Linked DNA regions of Mus musculus: region 1 is linked to region 2. Evidence: chromatin contacts called from public Micro-C data. All regions are on one chromosome and are shown on one strand. Each heading gives the region's core, a stretch centred on a gene start, on an enhancer-like site or on the middle of the called end of the contact. The rest is flanking DNA. Distances are from core to core; before and after follow the strand shown.

The links. Hi-C and Micro-C count contacts between places; a contact is called where the count stands out from the background.
Region 1: a contact with region 2 is called in a Micro-C map of embryonic stem cells, with 1.8 times the contacts expected there. The contact joins the promoter of Ksr2 here to the promoter of Tesc in region 2. A contact is called at or near these places in 2 of 484 Hi-C or Micro-C datasets (both in embryonic stem cells) and 2 of 115 datasets of contacts at active chromatin or transcription factors (the 230-238 cell line and embryonic forebrain).

The regions. Positions count from the first base shown.
Region 1 is chr5:117,411,895-117,415,790 of GRCm38.p6, reverse strand. Ksr2 (kinase suppressor of ras 2) reads right to left here and starts at 1,789. Exons shown (of 20, transcript NM_001312914.1): 1 at 783-1,789. The coding sequence starts at 962. Gm52829 (a long non-coding RNA gene) reads right to left here. Exons shown (of 3, transcript XR_003955989.1): 3 at 2,604-2,749.
Region 2 is chr5:118,025,911-118,029,817 of GRCm38.p6, reverse strand. It overlaps Tesc (tescalcin), which reads right to left and starts at 2,075. Exons shown (of 8, transcript NM_021344.4): 1 at 1,831-2,075. The coding sequence starts at 1,888.

The DNA of each region.
Region 1 (3,896 bases), core at 540-3,039, 610 kb after region 2:
CGTCTCCTGGACCCCTATCCTCCAAGTCTCACCAAGGCAGCCCAAGAGCATTTTCCCCACGCCACCTAGTGCAAGAACCACTCCAGGCAATCGTAACATTTACACATTTTGGGCCTGCAAAGACCCCACACATACACATACACACACACACACACACACACACACACATCAAACGATTGTTTTAGAAATGGGGATTTTTTTTTTTCTCACGCATCTGGTTTTCTAAGGCGTAGATTGGGGGAAGGGGGGGGTGAGACACAGAGCAAAAGGTTGAATTCATTTAAGCAGCCCCATCTAACCAGGCAAAACCACCTTTGACCACCTGCAGAACGCACAAGGTCACGTGGGTTCCCTGCAGCTCCTTAACATAGCACCCAGCACTCAAGCCCCCGTAAACAAATCTGAGAGAGAGAATGAGAATAATAATATAATAATAATAAATAATAACAACAATAATAACTCCCTCTTCCCACAAGAAAAGAATAATCATGGCAACAGCTACAACCCATAATAATAAATACGGAACAGCAATTATTACTGCTACCACCACCACCCGGCCGAGCACAGACAACAGCCGCACTGGGAAGGGAAGGGAGGGACAGCCGCGCTGGCTTTGCCAGGTGATAAATCATAGCGCATCATTCGTGCCCACCTGCTTTAGCCCCCCCCCCCCTTCCCAGGCCCTCCGTCAACACACAGAATCCCAAAGGGAAAGGGGACAGACTGGAGAAGGGGAAGGAATGGAAGGATTGCCCCCCACCCCCACCCCAGGCAACACCTACCTCCAGGGTCCTGATCTCCTTCTGCGTGAGGTCGTTGGAAGCTGCACACTTGGTCCTAAGCCCTTCCAGATTGGAGATGCTCAGGTCGATCATGTTCTGAACCAACTCGCACTGCTGCAAGGCTTTTTGCAAACTCAGAGGTTGCTGCTCTTCGCTTTTCGTCATGTTTTCCTCATCCATCGCTTGCTCTGCAACCCCCCCTTCCCCTCCTCCTCCTCCACCTCCTCCCAGAAAGAAAAAAAGGGGGAGGGAAGGAGTAGAGGTAGAGGGAGTCCACCCCCACCCCCCCTACGCCTCCCCAACCTCTGCGACTTCTCAGCGGTGTCTCCTGAAGAAACCCAACATCTCACACAAGCTTGAGGGGAGTGGGGGGTGGAGGAGGGGACAAGAGCCAAAATTTATTATTATTTGGGGCGGGGGAGAGTATCAGGCAGTCTGCATTAGAATGTCCCTTGTCTCCTCTCTCCTCTCTCTTTCTCTGTGTCTCTGGTCCCTAAAAAGGGAGAGATGCCCGTTTGTCAGAAGCCAACCAGGTGGTAGGGTGCAGTCTGTACACTTAGAGAGGAGGAGGAGAAAGAGGAGGAGAAAGAGGAGGAGGAGGAGGAGGAAGGGGAGGAGGAGAAGTGGAAGGAGGAGGCAGAGGGAAATAGAGCTCACGCTTCGCACACCGGCTCCGTGAAGGGCGGAATTATATGTATATAAATCTATTTGGCCGGGCTGGCTTTTATGTCAAAAAGGAGCGCGCCTGCCCCCCTCCTGGTCGCGGTGACACGGCATGGTCCGCGGGTCCCCGCGCTCAGCGCGCTCTCGGGATGCTGTGCGCACGGCTGGCGCGGCTGCGGCGCCCACTGCGGCTGGCTGCGGTCTGCTCCCCGCGACAACGCTGCTGCTGCTGCTCCTGCTGCTGCTGTTGCCACTGTCGCCGTTGCTGCTGTTGCCGCCGCCGGGCTCCAGGGGGGACGGCTGCTGAAATCGCTCCTGCCTCGCTCCACACCGACATCTTGCCTGTCAATCACTGGGCGGGGTGGGGAGCGGAGCGGAGCGAGGGATGCAGCGCCGAGAGGCGCCGTGCGCGCAGCCGGTCCCCGGGTCCCCGCACTCTGGGCGCGCCTGGGACCCGCTGGCGGCAGGCGGCGCGTGCACCTGCCCGCCGGGCCACCCTCCAGCCGGGGAGGCGGGGTCCCTTGGGACTGAGGGGCTTGCGTGCGGAGCGCAGCCGCTACGATGCCGTGGGGGTGAAGAGGGGGGCCGGGCTGGTCCCCAAGGTGGCGGGGAGGCCCGGCCCGGGGGCGGGGAGAGGTACTCGGTGGCCTGGGTGGGGGTGGGGGCCACTACGCCAGCCCGGATCTCGCGAGACGAGGCCGGAGCGCGGCTCAGCAGGTGCGCGGGGACCCGGGAGCAGGTGCGCGCCCAGCTCACAGGGTTCTGTGCAGCTCTCCTGGCTTGGCTGGTGGCTTCTTGTGGCTTTGGTGGGCTGGAGGGTGCGGGAAAACAACCTTGATGGCTTTCCCAGAGTTGGGACGAGTGGGAGGAGACAATTAGTTAGGCCTGATCTAGCAAAGGTCCATCTGCAGGGTGATAGGAGGCTTGGCTTTCTTTCTTGTCCCCCAAAGGACTCCTGCTACCCACCTTTGGCAGCCACCTAGGGTACCGGAGTAGAGTGCCCAGTACATTTTAAAGAAGTTGAGGGCGAGGAAGGATACTTTGTGACAAGAAAGGGGAATCCTGTAAGAAATTCAAATTTCACTTTGCAGCTAATAAAGTTATACCGAGCGCCTCTGTTACAGATACGCTTTTTATTAATTAATGGGCGACGGGCGGGGGTGGGGTGGGGTGGGGGTGGTTCACGTGCAGCCCAGCGTGCCCGCGAGGTTAGTGCTCAGATGGTGAAGTCAATTCTCTTCTTCTACCCTAGGCTCCAGGAATTGAACTTAGCTGTCCATCCTCACTGAGCCATTTCCACGAACCTATTATAAATTAATAAAAGACGGGGCCTTTCTTCTTAGCTGCATGTGATGACGCATGCTTTTAATTCTAGCACTATGGAGGCAGAGGCAGGTGGATCTCTGGGAGTTCGAGTCCAGCCTCCTGCTGGTTTATCTCTATAGCGAGTTCCAGGCTAGCCAGAGCTACATACGGTGAGCCCCACCTCAAAATTTAATTAATTAATTAATTAAATGAATGAATGAATAAAATAGTTATATTGTAGTAAGGTAGAAAAGAACTGAGATGACTTACCACCACCACCACCACCACCACCCAGAGAACTTTATAGAGAGAATAGCATCCATCGGGAAACACATGGGTAGCTGCAGAGGCTGCAATCTGCAATCTATCAACTATCACCCACTTGCAAATGGTGCCTGGCTACTTTTGGCCTGTTGAAAAGCCAATAGTTGTAGCAGAGATGGCATGGCTCGTGGCAGCTAAAATATTTACCATCTGGCTCATTCCAGGGAGCTATGCCAACTCCTGATTAAATCTATTCTCTATATGAACTTTGCCCAGACCGCACATCATCCTAATTCTCTCTGACTTTTTTTTTTTTCTTGACATTCAGGGTGAAGTCAAATACCATCTCATGGAGACCTCCCATGGATGACTGACAGATTGACATCCCTAACAAACTGTCTACAGGCTGTGTTTACAATAATGAGTAGCCTGGCATGGCATGTACCTGAAGTCCTAGCCGATTGGGAGGCTGAGGCAGGAGGATTGCTTGAGCAGAGAAATTTGAGGTCACAGTCTGGCAACATAGTAAAAATCCCTCATGGGAGAGAGAGGGAGGGAGAGAAGACACTTTGATCCCAGCACAGGAGGCAGAGGCAGTCAGATCTCTGAGTTCAAGCCCAGCCTGGTCTACAGTTTCAAGATAGCCAGAGCTACACAAAGAAACCCCTGTCTCAAAAGCCAGAGGGGGAGAAGGAAAGAAAAACAAAGCAAGGGAGAGAATGAGTGAGAGAAAGAGAATACCCCATCTTTGGCACTCCAATGGGCTAAGAGCAGTGTGAGACCCAGAATTCACATAGTGTTAAATCAGTGCATTCCCCATTTCTGTTGGCCTGTGTGTGACAGAGCACTTTACCTAGCATGCGCCAGCCCTGGGACCCACCT
Region 2 (3,907 bases), core at 826-3,325:
TCCCTTTAGAATTGAATTCTGAGCACAGGCAGCAAGTGAAGAAGCCACCCCAGCCACCTCCAGGCAGCCACTGAGCCTGAGCATCTGTCACCGTGGGAGGCTGGGCCCAGGAAACTGACAAGGCTCCCAGCATGCTCTGCAGCCCGTCACTGTCAAACCCACAGCCCGCAGGAATTTCCCCAGAAGGCCCTGGGTGCTGCTCCGGTGGGGACCCAACCTGCACCCGGAATCCCAGCTCTCCCCACACCATCTGGGACAGCAACTGGCAATGGGTCAAACCGAGTCAAAGTGGGCGGGGACTCCTGCTGTCCTCCATCACGTGGGCCTGGGAGGAGGCGGGCGGGGGCAGGTTTATGAAACTTTTGGTTTGTAGTCAGCAAAATGAATTCAGAGAGAAAATACAAAAGTGGGGGAGGGTGCTGCCCTGCAGTCCCAGAACTGGGGAGACTGAGGCAGGGAGTGTCCCCGATCAGAGCAGCCCGAGCCCCAAAGTGAAACCGTGCTTCAAACTGCAGTGCCCACAGTGTGCACACACAACCACGCTTCAGTTTGATTGAAGTGCACACACTTCAGTTTGCCTTCAATACGGTGTGCAAACATACCTGCTTGCCTCGCACACAGTGTGTATACACTCCTGGTTTTCACAAAGTGCCCGCACACTCTAGACTTTCACACACTGTGCACACACACCTGCTTGTCTCACACACAGTGTGCATACACTCTCGACTTTCACACAGTGCGTGCACACACTCCCGGTTTGCACACAGTGCGCCCACACTCCCGCTCGCACGCGGTTCCCCTTGCACGCCGTGCGCACACTCCAGGCAGCGCACTCACAGTCGACCCTCACCGGGACTGGCTCGATGGCGCGCGCCCTTAGTGGGTCGTGTAAACGACTCTCGCGGATCCGCTGCACACTTCGCATACTGTGTGCGCGGTGTAGACGCTCAGCAGCTGGGGACTTTCTATGACTTCACCGGGCTCTGGGGAGGCGAGTGCCAGCCCAGTCCCCCTCTGGGGGGGTGAGGGGGGCTGACTGGGTGCTCTCAACTCAGCCGCAACCTCCTGCCGCAGGAACCCTGGGGGTGCGCCAGTCTCCCATTCCTCAGAGGAGGCAAACTGAGACGGGAACTGACTGGTCCAAGGTCACACAGTCCTGGCAGAACTCACAACCCGCTCTGTCCCACCACCGAAACAGGTTGAGTCCACGCGCCTGCCCACCCTCGTGCAAGTCCGGGTCCCCTGGTCGCTTCTGAGCCCAGGGTCAAGCGCGGGGCGGACGGGCGCTTCCCCCAGGCGCGCCCCGCCCGGCCTCTGCGGTCCCGGGAGTGCGGGCCAGCCTGGAGGACGCTGGGCTCGGTGCCCGAGCCTGCAGCCGGGGGGTGGGGACGCACGGGGAGGCGGCAGGGTGACCCCCGCCTAAGGTCACCGCGGACCGCGCGGCTCCTCCCGGTCCCGCCACTTCCAAACTTTCCTCCCCGCTCCCCAGCCGCAGACTTGCAGGTGCAGCGCGCGCTCGGCGCTCTCCCGAGCTGCCGGGGCGCCGGCCCTCAAAGCCACGGCTACCTGCCGGGCTCCGCCCTGGTCGGGTGAGGCTTGGGTCAAGTCGCCTCTCGGGCCACCCTTACCCCAGGCCCGAGTCGCTGCCAACCCCTCCCAGCGGCGTCGCCCGCACGGCGGCTGGCGGGAACCCATCAGAAGCAGCCCGAGAACGGGGCACAGAGAGGGCAAGCCACTAGCCCAAGGTCACACAGCACGGTGGCGCGAAGCGGGGGCATGCAGGCGATGGTCCCCGCCAACGAGGGTTCCCGGCCACGGTGTGGTACTCACAGCCGGTCTTGCCCTCGAGCTCCCGCACCTCCTCGGACGCCGAGTGGGCAGCGCCCATGGTGCGCCGCGGGGCCCCGGGCGCCCCACGCAGGCCGGGGACTGCCTGGGCTGCGCTGCGTTGGAGCCGGGTGGGGACGCGGGGACAGCGGCGCGGAGCCGGTTCCGCGTGGGGCTCGAGCGGCCTCTTATAGCGGCGGGAGGCGGAGCGGCGCGGTCCTAGCGCTCGCCCGCTTCCCTCGCGGCCGCGGGGGCGGGAATGGGGGTGGGGGGAGGACACGACGTGGTTCTGCCCCTGCCGCAGCCCCGCGGGATGAGCTTGCGGGCAGCGCGACCCGCATCCCTCCGCCCACTCTGCGGGGTCCAGCGGCGGAGCCTCGGCGCTGGGACAGAGGAGGGCACGCGAGTGTGCCCAGTGTGAAAGATCCCCTCCCCCGCGCCCTGCACCTAGGTGGGCGCCCAGAGGAGCGCGCATCGCAGGTGACAGGCGTGGACTGAGTAGAGAAGGTGAGACCGATGAGTCCCGGGGATCCTGATGAGATAGGAGGTCCTGACTGGCCAGTCCTGCTGCTGGTCTAACCACCATCTCTCCATCTCCAAATAGGGTTGCGGTGAGATGCTCACCGTAGGGCGCAGAGGGAGAAAGGCGCCGGGTTACCATGGAATCCTGTTCAATTGATGAGGAAGGGGCTGGTGCTCCGGGAGGGAAACATTCAACCTCAAGGCTGCCCTGGGAGCCCGCCATGCCCTGCTCTGCTTAGTGACGTCCGGTTTAGCTGCCAAGAGTCTGTTCTGGCTGGAAGTGCTGGGATCCCCACGATCTTTCACCTCGCCAGTCACGGCCGTGGGTGCGCATCCTTGGAACTGGCGTTCTCAGGAGCCCACTCTAGCCAACCCAGGGGTCTCGGCAGAGCCAGAAGAACCGGCCCCACCACTGAAACCCCGATTATCACCCACTCTGAGCCTCCGGGGAGCTGAGTCTGCCCCTGGAGATCCTCCCTGAAGATCCCCCGTCCTCCCTGCAGCTGCCCAGAGTTCACGGAAACTGCTCCCACCCGAGAAGCAAGGGAAGCTTAGCTGTGGGGCATCGCTGCTGAGTAGGCTGGACCGCCTCAGGTCTCCAAGAATTCTAAAAACCCAGACAGATCTCTGTGGGGTGGAGGGCAGGAAAGGGCTCCCCAGGTCCCGGGATGTTGGGGTTTCTAAAATATGCCATGATCTATGTCTTCCTGCAACTAAGTTTTCTGTCTACAGAGGATCTGCATTCTCCAGGCCGGGGAAGACCCCCTCCCCCATCGCCAGCAACCCCAGACACACCCGCACTCCAAGCTGACAGTGCCTTCCCTTGGTGCTCGATCCTTCTACCGAGCCCCCCTCTTCCTCTGGGATCTCTGTGTAGGCCTCCTCGGAGAGGCCTTATCAAGTGTCTATTTTCACCAGGCTGGGGTGTGGTTGCCAAGGAGAGCCCGCCCCTCCCCCCGGGGGGCTGCGAGGAGTCCTCAGGAAAGGGGGCGACAATTTGACTTGTGTATTTGTTCACTCATTTAATGCGTGTTTCTTAATGGTCTACTATGTGCAAGGTCCCGACTAGATCTTTGAGCTGCAAACAGGGATAAGACACCACCTTCGCTGCAGATGGAGTGGGAGTAACAGCCAGGGTGAGCTCTCAGGAGCGCAGAGATCTCAATGTCCACACTGAGCTTCAGAGTCCGTAATTGTCCCCACCCGTGGCCCCACAGAACAGCGGGCTCCGCGAAGCTGCGTGGGTGCTGCGGTGGAGGCACCCACCCTCCCCCTCTGGCAGTGAGTGATGTGAGCACCCAGCAGGGCTCTGTCCACACAAAGCCTAATGCGGCTGGTCCAGGACGCCACCGCTTTCATTCAGTCTTACCAATGGCTCTGTTGGCGTCATCAAAGCCAAACTGAGGTATGGGGGGAAGTGGGGAGCTTAACAAGAGGAAGGCACCACGGGGCTCCCTCCTTGGCCCCAACACCGGGCTGTCTCAGTCACCAGGTAACTAACTGCCTGTCCCTGGAGACACAGTTCCCCCAGAGGAGCTAAAAGCCAGGGACAGACAAA